Regions from separate parts of the Mus musculus genome. Here regions 1, 2 and 4 are each linked to region 3. Evidence: chromatin contacts called from public HiChIP or PLAC-seq and Micro-C data. All regions are on one chromosome and are shown on one strand. The core of a region is the stretch at or near the end of the contact, and the rest is flanking DNA. Distances in the headings are between cores, read along the strand shown. Region 1 overlaps H6pd (hexose-6-phosphate dehydrogenase (glucose 1-dehydrogenase)). Region 2 overlaps H6pd (hexose-6-phosphate dehydrogenase (glucose 1-dehydrogenase)). Region 3 has its middle 9.6 kb from the start of Rbp7. Region 4 overlaps Gm13067 (a long non-coding RNA gene).

Region 1 (3,063 bases), core at 352-2,851, 530 kb before region 3:
CTGTGTGGAGCCTGGTACCAGAGTCAGGCCCCAGAGAAGGGAGGACAAAACTCTGTGCCGACTTCCTGGACCCACTGGTTCTCGGGAATTTCGGTGCCTGCACATGGAAACAAGGTAGAGCTCTGGCCTCAAAACCCAGATAGGAGAGGGACTAAGGCCTCCAGCAGTTACACACCAGTAGCTACAACACACAGTAAGACTGGGCGAAGGCTCCACGCTAAAGAACCAAAGTGGCCTGCCAAGACTGGCCTGCGATCTTCAAACTGGTTTCTGTGGAAAGAGGGGCCAGTGTTGATGGGGAGCAGGGTGCAGAGACTCCTGGTGAATGTCTTGCTCTGAGCCAGGCCAGCAGAGTAGACACAATCCTGAGCCTGCACCGGGCGCCTTGCCTCTTCTGGTATCCCATCATCCCTCTGTGCACCTAGCTGAGATCCAGCGCTCCTCCGGGCAGCTTCTGTCTACTCTGGGAGGACACCCACTGTCCTCAGTATTCCCCATTACCCCTCAGCCTCTCCCTCTCTACAGACACAGACACTGCCACGTCAGAAGTTCCCCCAGATCTAGAGACCGGGGCTCCCTTTCCCACTAAGAACTGTTATGCTGTCATTGGGCTGTCGGGCATCTCTGATCTATCTAGACGGGAGGGCTCTGTCTGCTCCTGGGTCGGGGGTGACTCCAGATCACAGCCTCTTTCTAGGGCTTATGTGGCCAATTGCCAGCATCAGGGCAGACTGCAGCTAGCCCTCCTCACACTACCTCTCTCTGGCTTCAAGTCTGGCAGCAGCCCCTCCTCTGCCGGGCATCTCCACCATTCTTACTGACGAACCTGGTACCACTGGGAACACTACAGGCAGCTCCTAACTTCAGTCCCCTCCAGGGCCAACAACATAAACATTTCAGGGCACATACAGTTTTCATTTAGGCCTCCTGCTGAGTCATGTGAACAAGGGAAGGCCCAGAAGGGTTAGGATGGCCCGTCCTCACAGTTACCTATGTGTCAGTCACAGAGTCTCCGTGTCTTTCAGAATTTTCCCATAGAGAGGTTTCCTGTGATGAGGAGCGTCAGGAAATCTGTTTCTCTCCTTTTATTTGATTGTACTTTCTCCCAGACAGCACATGGAAAAGAATTCTTGCTTTCACTAGAGATGTGTGCATAGAGTGTAGCCTGAGCTGAGGGCTCTGTATGAAAGGCACTCTTGTTGAAATTCTGCTTACTCTGACCTCCAGTGACCCAGACTGACAGAACACCTCTATTCCTTGGCAGAAAAGAGGAACGCCCTGGGGTCCTTTCCTGGCCTGCTTTGCTCAGGCTTGGATGCAGGTAGTCGCAGGTGAAGTTCCACCTTTAGCCATGTGGGGGAGCCCACGTGCCACCACTCACATTCCACCCAGGAGGCGGGTTTTAGTGCCAAACGTCTTTTCTTCGCTTTTCTTGCTCACTGCCTCTCAGGCGTCTTAGCCCAGTGCGTTTTCATCAGTTCTTAGGGACTCGGCCTTCTGCAGTTGCAACATCAGAGAGCAAGGGGCCTTGCATGCCTCAGGAGAGAGGGTGCCCAGGCTCTGTGTCACCATTCTGAATAACGGTGAGTCACTGCCCAGCCTGAGCCTAGAATGTCCCGTTCTTATCCAGATGAATGACTCGCCTCTGTCTGTGGGGAGTCTCTGCACAGGGGAGGCCAGTGTGGGGGAAATACCAAAGATCTCCTTTCCGGAAGCAAGCACAAATAAAATTTCATTGGAAAGGTTGGTGGGGGACATTGTCTGTGTTCTCTGGCATGCACCTGTGTGTGCCCTTTCCCTTTCTGCCCCGGGTTAGGAAGGAGTGATGTTCAGAGCCAGGACCACGGAAGATGCTGCTCTTCAGACTTTCTGAACCATCATCCACAGCCAGCAGGGCTTTACCAATCAGTCACATCTGTGTACGAATCTGTCTCAGGAAGGAGCTCTCAGCCTTAAGACCTGGGATACCCTCTATTTTTTTAAAAATTTTCATTAAAAAATTGTTGCTTGCAAACCACTTAACATTGAGTTGATAAACAGTGTGACGAATACAGCCTTTGCCAGCCTCCTGCCTGTCTGGAAGTGGGGATCTGAGGCTGGGAAGACAGGACAAGGTGTCCAGGTTCCTGGGGAAGGGAAGAGGGACATGTGGTCACTGTGTCTGGGACACAGCCTTCCCTCCCTGGATTCACTTCTGGCTCCCTTAGGGTCCCTGTAGCTGTGGCTTAGCACTGGCCTGCAGGCCGTAACCCTGGGCTGGCTCTGACCCCGCCTGGGATCTTCTAACTGCACCCTGCTCACTCCCTGTTGAAACAATGGAAGCAAAAGTCTGCACCTTGCCTGGTGGCTCTGTGGTCTCCCCACTGATGGGCAGATGCTAAATGCTATGCACAGGCACACCTTGTCCTGCCAATAGCCCAGTGTGCCACGTGGCAGGGCCTTAGTGACTGAAGATTTGAAACTGGGAAAATGTCCAGTGTTGTCCAGAAACTGTATGTTAGATTCTAGAAGCCATGCCAGCACCCTGTGGGGCCTGTTCCTTTCCAGGGGACCCATGAAGGGCTCACATGGCTGAGTCAGGTTCCTTGGGTAGGCCTGTGAGTCCACTATGGGAAGGACACAGGGGCATACAAATGGCAGAAGTTGTCCTCCTTGGGGCGACATGCCAGTTAGCATCTCCAGGCTAGATCCTGATTTCTAATTCCAGGCAAATGTTCCTGGTAACTGCACTTTAAGTAGTCCCATCTTGTTAATTTCTTGCTTCTTCTTCTTTTTTTTTTTAAATGATTTTAAAATTTTTATGTGCATGTTTGCCTGCCTATGTGTCTGTGTGAGGGTATCAGATGCCCTGGAACTGGAGTTACAGACAGTTGTGAGCTGCCATGTGGGTGCTGGGAATTGAACCCAGGTCCTCTGGAAGAGCAGCCAGTGCTCTTAACCACAGAGCCAGCTCTCCAGCCCCAATTTCCGGCTTACTATTGCTCTGGAGAAAATACTCTCTTCTCACTTTTGCTCCCCAAATTAGTGGAATCAGAGCTGCCTTCCACTTGGACTGATATCTTA
Region 2 (3,015 bases), core at 385-2,884, 550 kb before region 3:
TGACTTCGACCAGAACAGAAGGTGGCACAGTAAATATGACACAGTAAATACTCAGGTTCTCCTGTAACTCGACCCAGGCCTCTTGCCTGGGAGGGCATGTTCGACTAAGGAAGTCCCGTAAGGCAGCAGCAAGGGCCCAGCTTGTCACTCTGTCTGTCACTGTGGAAGCTGCATTTCACAGCACCTCAGACTGTGTGAAGGGGATTGCAGTTAAACTGGCTTGGGTGGGTCTTCAGGTGAAATCAGACGGTGTTTGGTTTTGTGATTGGTACATAGAAGTATCATTTTTACGCCCTGCTATCAGCTGTTCTGTAAACAGGAGCTAACAGGCAGCAGGTACTGCCCTAAGCATCATATAAAGGTGAAGTTATTTTATTCTTGGAACAAGCCTGGGATGGAGGTACCACGACAGCACCCATTTTATAAGAAACGGGTGTGGCCAGGTTAAATAATTGTCCGGTTATTAAGGAGCTGATCTGGGGTTCACACTCAGGCACAAGGCCACATGGTCTTTCGTTTGTTTGTTTGTTTGTTGTTTCTGTGGAGGCGGTATTTCAGATAGTGTTTCTTTCTGGCTGTCCTGGAACGCCTGCTCTGTAGACCAGACTGGGCTCGAACTCGAGGATCTGCCTGTCTCTGCCTCTGGAATGCTGGGATCAAAGGCGTGCCCTGCCACACTGGACTTGTTTCTTGTTTTAAAGGGATTTATTTATTTTTAATTTTATGAATTTTTTTTTGCCTGTATGTATTTTTCCCTTGGAGGGCAGAGCCACTGGAACAGAAGTTATAGATGGTTGTGAGCCACTGTGTGGGTGATGGGGCCAGAACTCGGATCTTCTGCAAGAGTAGCCAGTGATTTAACTACTGAGCCATCTCCCCAGACCCTGTTGTTTGTTTTCTGAGAAAAGGCTTTGCTATGTAATCCTTACTGGCCTTAAATTCACTCTGTAGCCAGACTGGCCTTGAACGTGTGCCTGTCCTTCTGCTTTAGCCTCCAAAATGCTAGGTTTACTGTTGCGCACCACGCAGCTTTTTTTTTTTCTTACTGTTCTGGGAGTGGGTCCCAGTACCCTTGTGCATGTCCCAATACCAGGTTCCTGCTGAGCCACATCCTAGCCCCAAAGTCTATTCCTTTCCTATTACGTTAATCTGTGTATGTATGTGTGTGCATGTGCATGCACATATACAGGGAGGAGGTCAGAGGACAAATTGCAGGGTCCCAGGAATCCTTAGATCATTGGGTTGGGACAGCTGTGCTTTCATACTGAACCATCTCGCTGGCCCCCACAGTCTGGTCTTAGGTGCTGTCCCGGAGTCACTATTAGTTGTGACTTTTGCATGATGTCCAGCAGACATGAACAAAAGCTGAGTCATGTGTGAGAGAAGACGGCCGTGTCCTCTCACACTCCAGCCATTGGCTGGAAGGGTACCTGCGACTGTCCCTGGGCTAGGGTTCTTCTGCCATCCTGTTAGCCTGTGCACATGGCTGGGACTGGCTGTGGTTGTGAAGACTGCTCTCTCATCACCATGGACCTCCCTGGTGATTCATGCCATTCTCCAATGCTCAGAGTGGCAGACTGCGCTGGTTCCACTCAGTGGCCTAGGACTTTCCCAGGCACAATTCCTGTTTGCAGAGCAAGCTCCCGACATACTTTTGGCACGGAAGACAGACTGCTCAGGAGGGAGGGGATTGCTGTGGGACTGTAACATTTTCCTGAGAAACAAGTGACCGTTTCTTGCCAGGCAGGAAATGTTTGATGTCCTAGCTATGTTCCTTCTACATCATAGCCTCCTGACCCATGTCTGATTCTTCCTTGTTCCTTGTCTGCTCTTCCCAGGCACACAGGCATTTGGAAGATGCTCCTAGCGGCAATGTGCTTGGCCCTTCTGGGCTGCCTACAGGCGCAGGAACTCAAGGGTCATGTTTCCATAATCCTGCTGGGAGCAACCGGGGACCTAGCTAAAAAGTACCTGTGGCAGGGACTGTTTCAGCTATACCTGGATGAGGCTGGGAAGGGCCACAGTTTCAGCTTCCACGGTGCTGCCCTGACAGCCCCCCAGCAAGGCCAGAAGCTCATGGACAAGGTCTTGGAATCCCTCTCCTGTCCCAAGGACTTGGTACCCAGTCGCTGTGATGAACTCAAGGGTCAGTTTCTACAGCTGAGCCAATACCGCCAGCTGAAGACAGTGGAGGACTATCAGACCCTCAACAAGGATATTGAGACCCAGGTCCAGCAGGATGGGCTCTGGGAGGCAGGCAGGATCTTCTACTTCAGTGTGCCGCCCTTTGCCTACGCAGACATTGCCCGTAACATCAACAGCAGCTGCCGACCACACCCAGGTGCCTGGCTACGGGTTGTTTTTGAAAAACCCTTTGGCCATGACCACCTCTCAGCCCAGCAGCTGGCTTCAGAACTTGGGAGCTTTTTCCAGGAGGAGGAGATGTACCGTGTGGATCATTACCTCGGCAAGCAGGTGAGCTGCAGCTTGGAGCCTGGCATGGCTGTGCTAGGTGGTGTACCATGGCTCAGTCACGAGGAACTCACTGCCGAATGGAAAACTGAGCTGGAGAGTGTTAGGAACCCTCGGCCTCCATGGTCTTCCTGAAGGAAGACCGGAAAGGTAGAAGTTGAGGAAATGGGTGGAATAGCAGGCAGGACCAGTCTCTATATCCTCATCTGGGCTTCCCAGTGAGAGGGTATGTACTCTGAGTCCTCCATGTTGATCTGCCTTCTCCACAGAAGTGGTCCAGGGACTCTGATGTGTGGCTATGGCTTTCATTCGGGAATGTTGTGGGACTTAGAATTAGCTTTTCAAATCCCTTACCTGTCTGCCTTTTTAAAATAAAAATATTTTTTTTTCATCTTGAATGCTGTCTTGAGGCAAAAGGCTGATAACAGCTTAGAACTGAATAAGGAAAGCAGTGTTCACCAAAGCCTGGGAAACAGGAGCGTAGGACGACCTCCTGGAAGGCACAGGTCAAGACCAGTTCCCTTTGCACGGGCCTCAGGGCTG
Region 3 (2,953 bases), core at 202-2,701:
TGTCTCTGTAACTCCTTCCATAGGTGTTTTGTTCCCTATTCTAAGGAGGAATGAAGTATCCACACTTTGGTCTTCATTCTTCTTGATTTTCTTGTGTTTTGCAAATTGTATCTGGGGTATTCTAAGTTTCTGGGGTAATATCCACTTATCAGTGAGTGCACAGTAAGGAAGGTCACACTAAGAATGTATGTAGGTTGGGTATCAATTTAACAGGAGCTAGACTAGCCCAAGACAAGCTCTGGGCATGCCTCTGAGGGATTATCTAGATTTAGTTAATTGAGGAGAGGAGACCAGAGGGCCCTTAACTGGGAGACACCATTGCCTGGACTGAACAAAAGGTCCTTAAGTCCCTGCTGGGAGACTCCAGGCTTTGAAGGGCTGTAACCTGGGACTGTGAGTCAGCATGAAGCCTTCCTCCTTTACCTTGCTATCCTCAGGGTATTTTTCCACAACAGTAAAAGGAATCTAGGCCTTAGGGAATCTGCGTGATCAGAGAGGAGGTAGAACTGTTGGTGGGGGAGACTCTTGGAGATGCAGATAAGAAGGTCCAGGTAGAAAGCCCTAGGGCAAGTCCCCTTAACACTTAAGAACTCCGTCTGGAGCAGAAACAACCATTTTAGATGAAGAATCCGCAGTTCAAGATAACTAGAGAGAAAGGCAAGCAGGATGCAAGGTGAGGACTGTGGTAAGATGACCTATTCGGCCTCCAGCAGCTGAAGGAGGAGGAAGCCCACTGGGAGAGAGCAATGTGTTGGAAGCCGGAAGTGAGGCTGCAGCTCCGCGAAGGGGCGGGGCTGCTCAGCCATGGAATAAATAGATCGAGGGATGGCGGGGAGCCAAGCGTGGTTTTCAAGCGTGGGACCACCCAGATGTGGGGACAGCATTCTGAATCCCGGTTGAAATCACAGCATCAGGAGTCTAAACACAATTAACATTCCTTGCCAGGTGGCCAACATAGAAACAGTGTAACCCTTAGGCTTTAAGCCCAATTCATTGATATTTTAACATTTTTTTGTGGAAAAAAAATATATATAACCTTATGTTGGCCACCTTCACAGCAAATGCTAATTGTGCTGCGGCTCTAGAAGATGAGGTTTCAACTAGGGACTCCTTTTATCTCCCACATCAGGATGGTTTTTCTTTCTATCCTGCCTCAGTGGACTCAGTAAAGATTTAGGGGAACATCAGACAAACTAGGATTCAAGAGTCTGAGGCCTAAGCCCCACAGTTTATGCCGGAAATAACCGAACACTTTGAGGAGCCAAAGGAAGGACTTCCGTGGAGGCAATGACGTGACAGCTGCACCAGGCGCGCTGGATGCAACTTCCCTCCCATGGCTCCCGCTGCTTCTCTGCAGGCTGGCGCCAGCTGGCGGGCCTGACGGGGCGCAGACTGGAACGAATGGCCACTTTGAGTTTCAACTCGAAGCGTCCACCAGGGGGAGGCTGCAGGACCTCGCTGTGCAGAGCTGAGAAGGGCTGCCACGTGTCGGATGAGGACTGCGGAGAGCCGCGGGGCGCGGAGGAGGCTCGGTCCTTCCCCAAAGCACAGGCTGAGCTGTCTGTGCAAAGGTGTAATGACACGGAGAAAGGGCGGATTTTAAGGGATAAAAGAAGAGGCTTTTCGCGACGCCGCTTCAGCAAGTTATCTGAACCGAGCCAGCTTTCCTGGGAGGATCAAGAATTCCAGCTCCTCAGCCTGGACTCGAGGGGAGCAGGAGAGCTGTGGAGCCGGAGAACAATGGGAAGTCTGTGGTTAGGGAGGTGACCTGCAGTTCTACACGGGGACACCCGAGAGGAAGCCGAGAAGACGCTTGGTCCTTGGTTTTAATTAATTTTTACTTATTCCTACCCAGTAGGAATAGAGAAAATCTTGCCTTAAAAAAAAAAAACTAAATAAAAGCAAGCAAACAAAAACAATGTTTAAAAATTAGCCTTAGTACACACACACACACATATATATACACACACATACACAAATCCTTTCTGGGATTAAGGGGGGTTGGAGACAAGGTCTCACTTTGTGGCTGTGGCCTGGAACTCAATATGTAGACCAGGCTGACCTCTCCTGTAACTCATAGAGATCCACTGGCCTCTGCCTCCCTACTGCTGGTATTAAATATATGGGCCACCACACCCAGCTTTTTTTTTTTCTCTTTTAGTTGTGGTAAAAATACATATATCAGGGTCAGGGAGATGACACAGCACACAAAGGCACCTGTCACTAAGCCTTGTGTTTGTGATATCTGGAATCCATGTGATAGGAGGAGAGAACAGAGTCCTGTAAAGAGGACCCAAAGGTCATCTCTGATCTCCACACCTGTGTTAACACGTGCACACAAATAATAAATAAATAAGTGCAAATGAAATACACATAGGGTGGCATAAAGCCTTAGAGATGTATTGCCAAAGTGGAAATGTGCTGTCTCCATGGGAGCACACTTGGCTAGCATGCAGAGACCCTGGGTTCAGGTGAGCAGTGAAGACAGCAAAAAAAAAAAAAAAAAAAAAAAACCCACATAAAATCGACCATGTTGGACACTTTGAACAATCCAAATGGGGAACATTAAGAAAATTCATAATGTTGGGTGTAGTGGCGCATGCCTTTAGTCCCAGCACTCGGGAGGCAGAGATAGGTGGATTTCTGTGAGTTTGAGGCCAACCTGGTCTATAGAGAGAGTTCCAGGACAGCCAGGACTACACAGAGAGACACTGTCCCCAAATAAGGAAATAAATAAATAAGAACATTTATACTGCCAGGTATGGAGAGACTTATGTAAAACCCAACATAGTGAGCCAGGAAGTACAGGACTCAAGGTCTATGCAAGGAACTCAAGGTCAGTCTAGGTTACACAAGACCTGTCTCAAGAGTGCACCAAACCAGGGCTGGTGAGATGGCTCAGTGGGTAAGAGCACCAGACTGCTCTTCTGAAGGTCCGGAGTTCAAATCCCAG
Region 4 (2,868 bases), core at 197-2,696, 600 kb before region 3:
TCCCTCCAAGCAGCCAGAGAGAGCGAGCGAGCTTCCTCCATCTCACAAGGCTTCTGAGCATGGATGGCCCTGCAGGCTCTGCCTGCTCTGCTTTCTGAGTCCCAACTCACACCTCCTCTTTCTTGGTCACCTTTTCTCTTGGTTACTGACTGCGGCTCAAGCCTGCTTTCTGGCACCCTGGGCCTTCTTGCACTCTTTCTCTGAAATCTTCCACCCCTGCCACACAGCTGCTTGCCCACCTCCATTGCAAAAGGCATGGCTTTCTCTTCTTCTCTCCCGTGTCCTCTTCCCAGGGCCCTCGGCAACACGTGCTGCTTGCCTGACACGTTGTTTTCTCTCACATCCTAATAAACTTGTCCTTGAGCTGCCTTGGGGGGGGGGGGGGGGGGACGGGACGGGACTCGGACGGACCTGGGTTGGCCCCTGCTACACGGAGTACAATAAAGCTTTCAGGCTAGGCAGAGCCCCTGCCAGCAGGGGCACTCTCACCCACCCCGGGGGAAACCCCTCTGCTTCAACGTTAGAATAGGAATCTATGTGCAGGAGGCTGAGGCGGGAAATGCCTTGAGCTCAAGACTAGCTTGGGCTACACACTACATTGTCACACACACACACACACACACACACACACACACACACACACACACTTTCAGAACACAGCTTTAGTGACCCAAGCACTTTTTTTTCCTGCCTAATAAATTTCTCAGTACAAGTCTGGGTGGCAGGGTCAGTGCCCCCATTTATGGGTGGGAAAGAGGACCTGGGAGTCGTCAGCTTTAGCCCAACTCCCAGATTGGTGAGCACAGCCCAAAGGCGTCAGAGCCTTCTTCACGCCCAACAAAGATCAAAGAAGAAAAAAATCGGCCCAAGCAAAACTCCCCCAAAGGAACCCTTTCTCTCCAGAGATGATGATATCAAAGGACATTTTGTTACTTCTTGGAAATTCTTCGCCTTCCCAGGGCTGCACAACCCAGCAGTTCTCTGTAATTACCACTCAAGTACTCGGCCTAGTTCCCGACTCCTTCGCACACTTTCCCACAGACAAGCACACCGGCTCAGTGTTTACCTGGGCTCCACGGCGAGCAGGTGCGCAGACCCCGGGCCCCAGTAGCCCCCGGCCGTGGCTTCCAGGTTCTGGCAACGTCTCCCAAAGCCCCCAATCTGTGCAGTTACCGAGGGGAGCAGCCCTTCTCTGAACAAGTCCAGGCAAGCCCAGGCACAGCCCCTGCTCGATCCTCCTCCAGGCTGCCGGGATGGAAGCCGCGTCTTTCCAGCCAGGCTTCGCCGGAGTTGGAATCGCTTTAAATGGTCGGTATGGCCACATCTCTGTCACCTGGGAAGAAAAAGTGGGTCAAGGTGGGCGAAAGGCCGGGCGCGTGAGGGCGGTGCCAGCGAGCACTGCGGACGCCCGGGTCACGCTGGTCTATGCGTTGGCCAGGCGGGGAATAGGGAGGGGTAGGGGGAGGTGGCCGGACACCGTAAGGGCACCGAGCAGCCAGGCCGGGGTCCTATCGCGCAGGTTGCAGACATTGGGTCCCGCACCTCCGCCTCTGCTCTGCCCGGGTCCGCTCTTCCCCCAGCGAGAGCTCAGAGTTTGCGCAGCGTCCCTTGTCTCGCTCGCTGCCTAGTTTCAGGGCGCACCACCCTAAGGCTGATGCATGCACCCCGGGCCATCGCGATTCTTCCGGGTACCCCCTCGCCTCTCCGCAATGAGACCGAAACCTGAGTGGGCCTATAACAAGCAAATAGAAACCACAGGGACACGCAACACGCTACTCAGCCCGCAGGATAGCGCCCTAGGGAGAGGTCAGAAAAGTTCCACGTCCAGATCACTTAAATATGGAAGCGTCTTCTCTGAGCCATTGCCACCTCAGAGTGTTTCGGGTGTCCCTCGTAGCCCCAGGTTTTCATGCCAGGAACAAGCACCCTGCCGTGGCCCTGTGTCCTTTCTCCAACTCACCGTGTCTCCAAGTTGTGGCGCTGCGGGATTTTGTGTCGACCCAGCTCCGTAGGTCTTAAAACTCGGTGAGCCGGTCCCAGGAGTGAGGGAGACTTGCTGGGCGCATGGCGCTCTTGAGCCGGGAGCGCAGGGCAAGAGACCTCGAGTGGGGCAGGGCTTTTGTACAAACTTAGACTGAAGTACCGAGCAGAGAGCTGCAGGGAGGAGCCTGGGCAGCGAGCCAGGCACGCGCCTCCCATTTCTCACGCTTTCTTCTCTATCCAGGGCAGCCGGCACAGGACCCCCTTGTGGGTTAGTAGAGAGGCTCGGTGTGCACAGCCCTGAAGACCACCTTGCCCTGTGGGAAAGGGGACTCCACCTATGATTATGTCCCCTGCTAGTATGGATCTCCGGCTCAGCCAGGATGCTCCAGAGACAAACTGCCCTCGGCTCCATTGTGACACAGGCTCTATGTCTCCGTCCTGGGTGGTTAGTTATATGTCAGAAATCCCTTCATCAGCTGCAAACTCACACCCGTGCACGTCATCTCCAGTCCTCCACGCGCTTGGAATTCACACTTCAGCAGGGTCCCCGTGAGAGTGAGCGCCAAGCACAGCCGTGAGACTGAAGCGGTCCTGGGTCACCAGAGCAAAATTCTCTGCATCAAGAGGGAGAGACTCGATTCCTCCAACACGGAAGGGAAAGGGAGTTCTTCTGAGGAAGAGAGAGGCAAACACTGGCCCAGCATGCAAGGACCCTTGGGCAGTGGCCTCACCTCCCCGTTTTGCAGAAGGAAATGTCTGGGCATGAGCCTGTGCATTCTCTTTCCCCAGACTTGTAGTATCTGGGAGGTCTCAAGAGACCTAGAGTGAGCCCATGGCAGGCACAGATGAACAGCTCTACCAGGCAGGCCCAGCCATTGCAAGGTG

Evidence for each region. Hi-C and Micro-C count contacts between places; a contact is called where the count stands out from the background. HiChIP or PLAC-seq counts read pairs in DNA pulled down with a chosen protein or histone mark.
Region 1: a contact with region 3 is called in an HNF4G HiChIP or PLAC-seq map of pancreatic cancer cells. The contact joins two enhancer-like sites.
Region 2: a contact with region 3 is called in a FOXA1 HiChIP or PLAC-seq map of pancreatic cancer cells. The contact joins two enhancer-like sites.
Region 4: a contact with region 3 is called in a Micro-C map of the G1E-ER4 cell line, with 5 times the contacts expected there. The contact joins two enhancer-like sites. A contact is called at or near these places in 2 of 484 Hi-C or Micro-C datasets (both in the G1E-ER4 cell line) and 1 of 115 datasets of contacts at active chromatin or transcription factors (large pre-B cells).

What each region holds. Positions count from the first base shown.
Region 1 is chr4:149,978,434-149,981,496 of GRCm38.p6, reverse strand. It overlaps H6pd (hexose-6-phosphate dehydrogenase (glucose 1-dehydrogenase)), which reads left to right. Exons shown (of 5, transcript NM_001291004.1): 5 at 1-2,023. Among named protein-coding and RNA genes, the nearest start is that of H6pd, 23 kb to the left of the region's middle. Within about 2 kb of position 1,601, at least 206 of the 459 cell types and tissues checked have an H3K27ac peak or open chromatin away from gene starts, as enhancers often do. A contact at or near this core is called in pancreatic cancer cells, where this site is marked.
Region 2 is chr4:149,995,205-149,998,219 of GRCm38.p6, reverse strand. It overlaps H6pd (hexose-6-phosphate dehydrogenase (glucose 1-dehydrogenase)), which reads left to right. Exons shown (of 5, transcript NM_001291004.1): 2 at 1,839-2,475. The coding sequence starts at 1,858. Among named protein-coding and RNA genes, the nearest start is that of H6pd, 6.5 kb to the left of the region's middle. Within about 2 kb of position 1,634, at least 31 of the 459 cell types and tissues checked have an H3K27ac peak or open chromatin away from gene starts, as enhancers often do. A contact at or near this core is called in pancreatic cancer cells, where this site is marked.
Region 3 is chr4:149,443,934-149,446,886 of GRCm38.p6, reverse strand. No RefSeq gene overlaps it. Among named protein-coding and RNA genes, the nearest start is that of Rbp7, 9.6 kb to the left of the region's middle. Within about 2 kb of position 1,451, at least 258 of the 459 cell types and tissues checked have an H3K27ac peak or open chromatin away from gene starts, as enhancers often do. A contact at or near this core is called in the G1E-ER4 cell line and pancreatic cancer cells, where this site is marked.
Region 4 is chr4:150,047,464-150,050,331 of GRCm38.p6, reverse strand. Gm13067 (a long non-coding RNA gene) reads right to left here. Exons shown (of 7, transcript XR_390962.2): 6 at 1,067-2,653. Among named protein-coding and RNA genes, the nearest start is that of Gm13067, 19 kb to the right of the region's middle. Within about 2 kb of position 1,446, at least 185 of the 459 cell types and tissues checked have an H3K27ac peak or open chromatin away from gene starts, as enhancers often do. A contact at or near this core is called in the G1E-ER4 cell line, where this site is marked.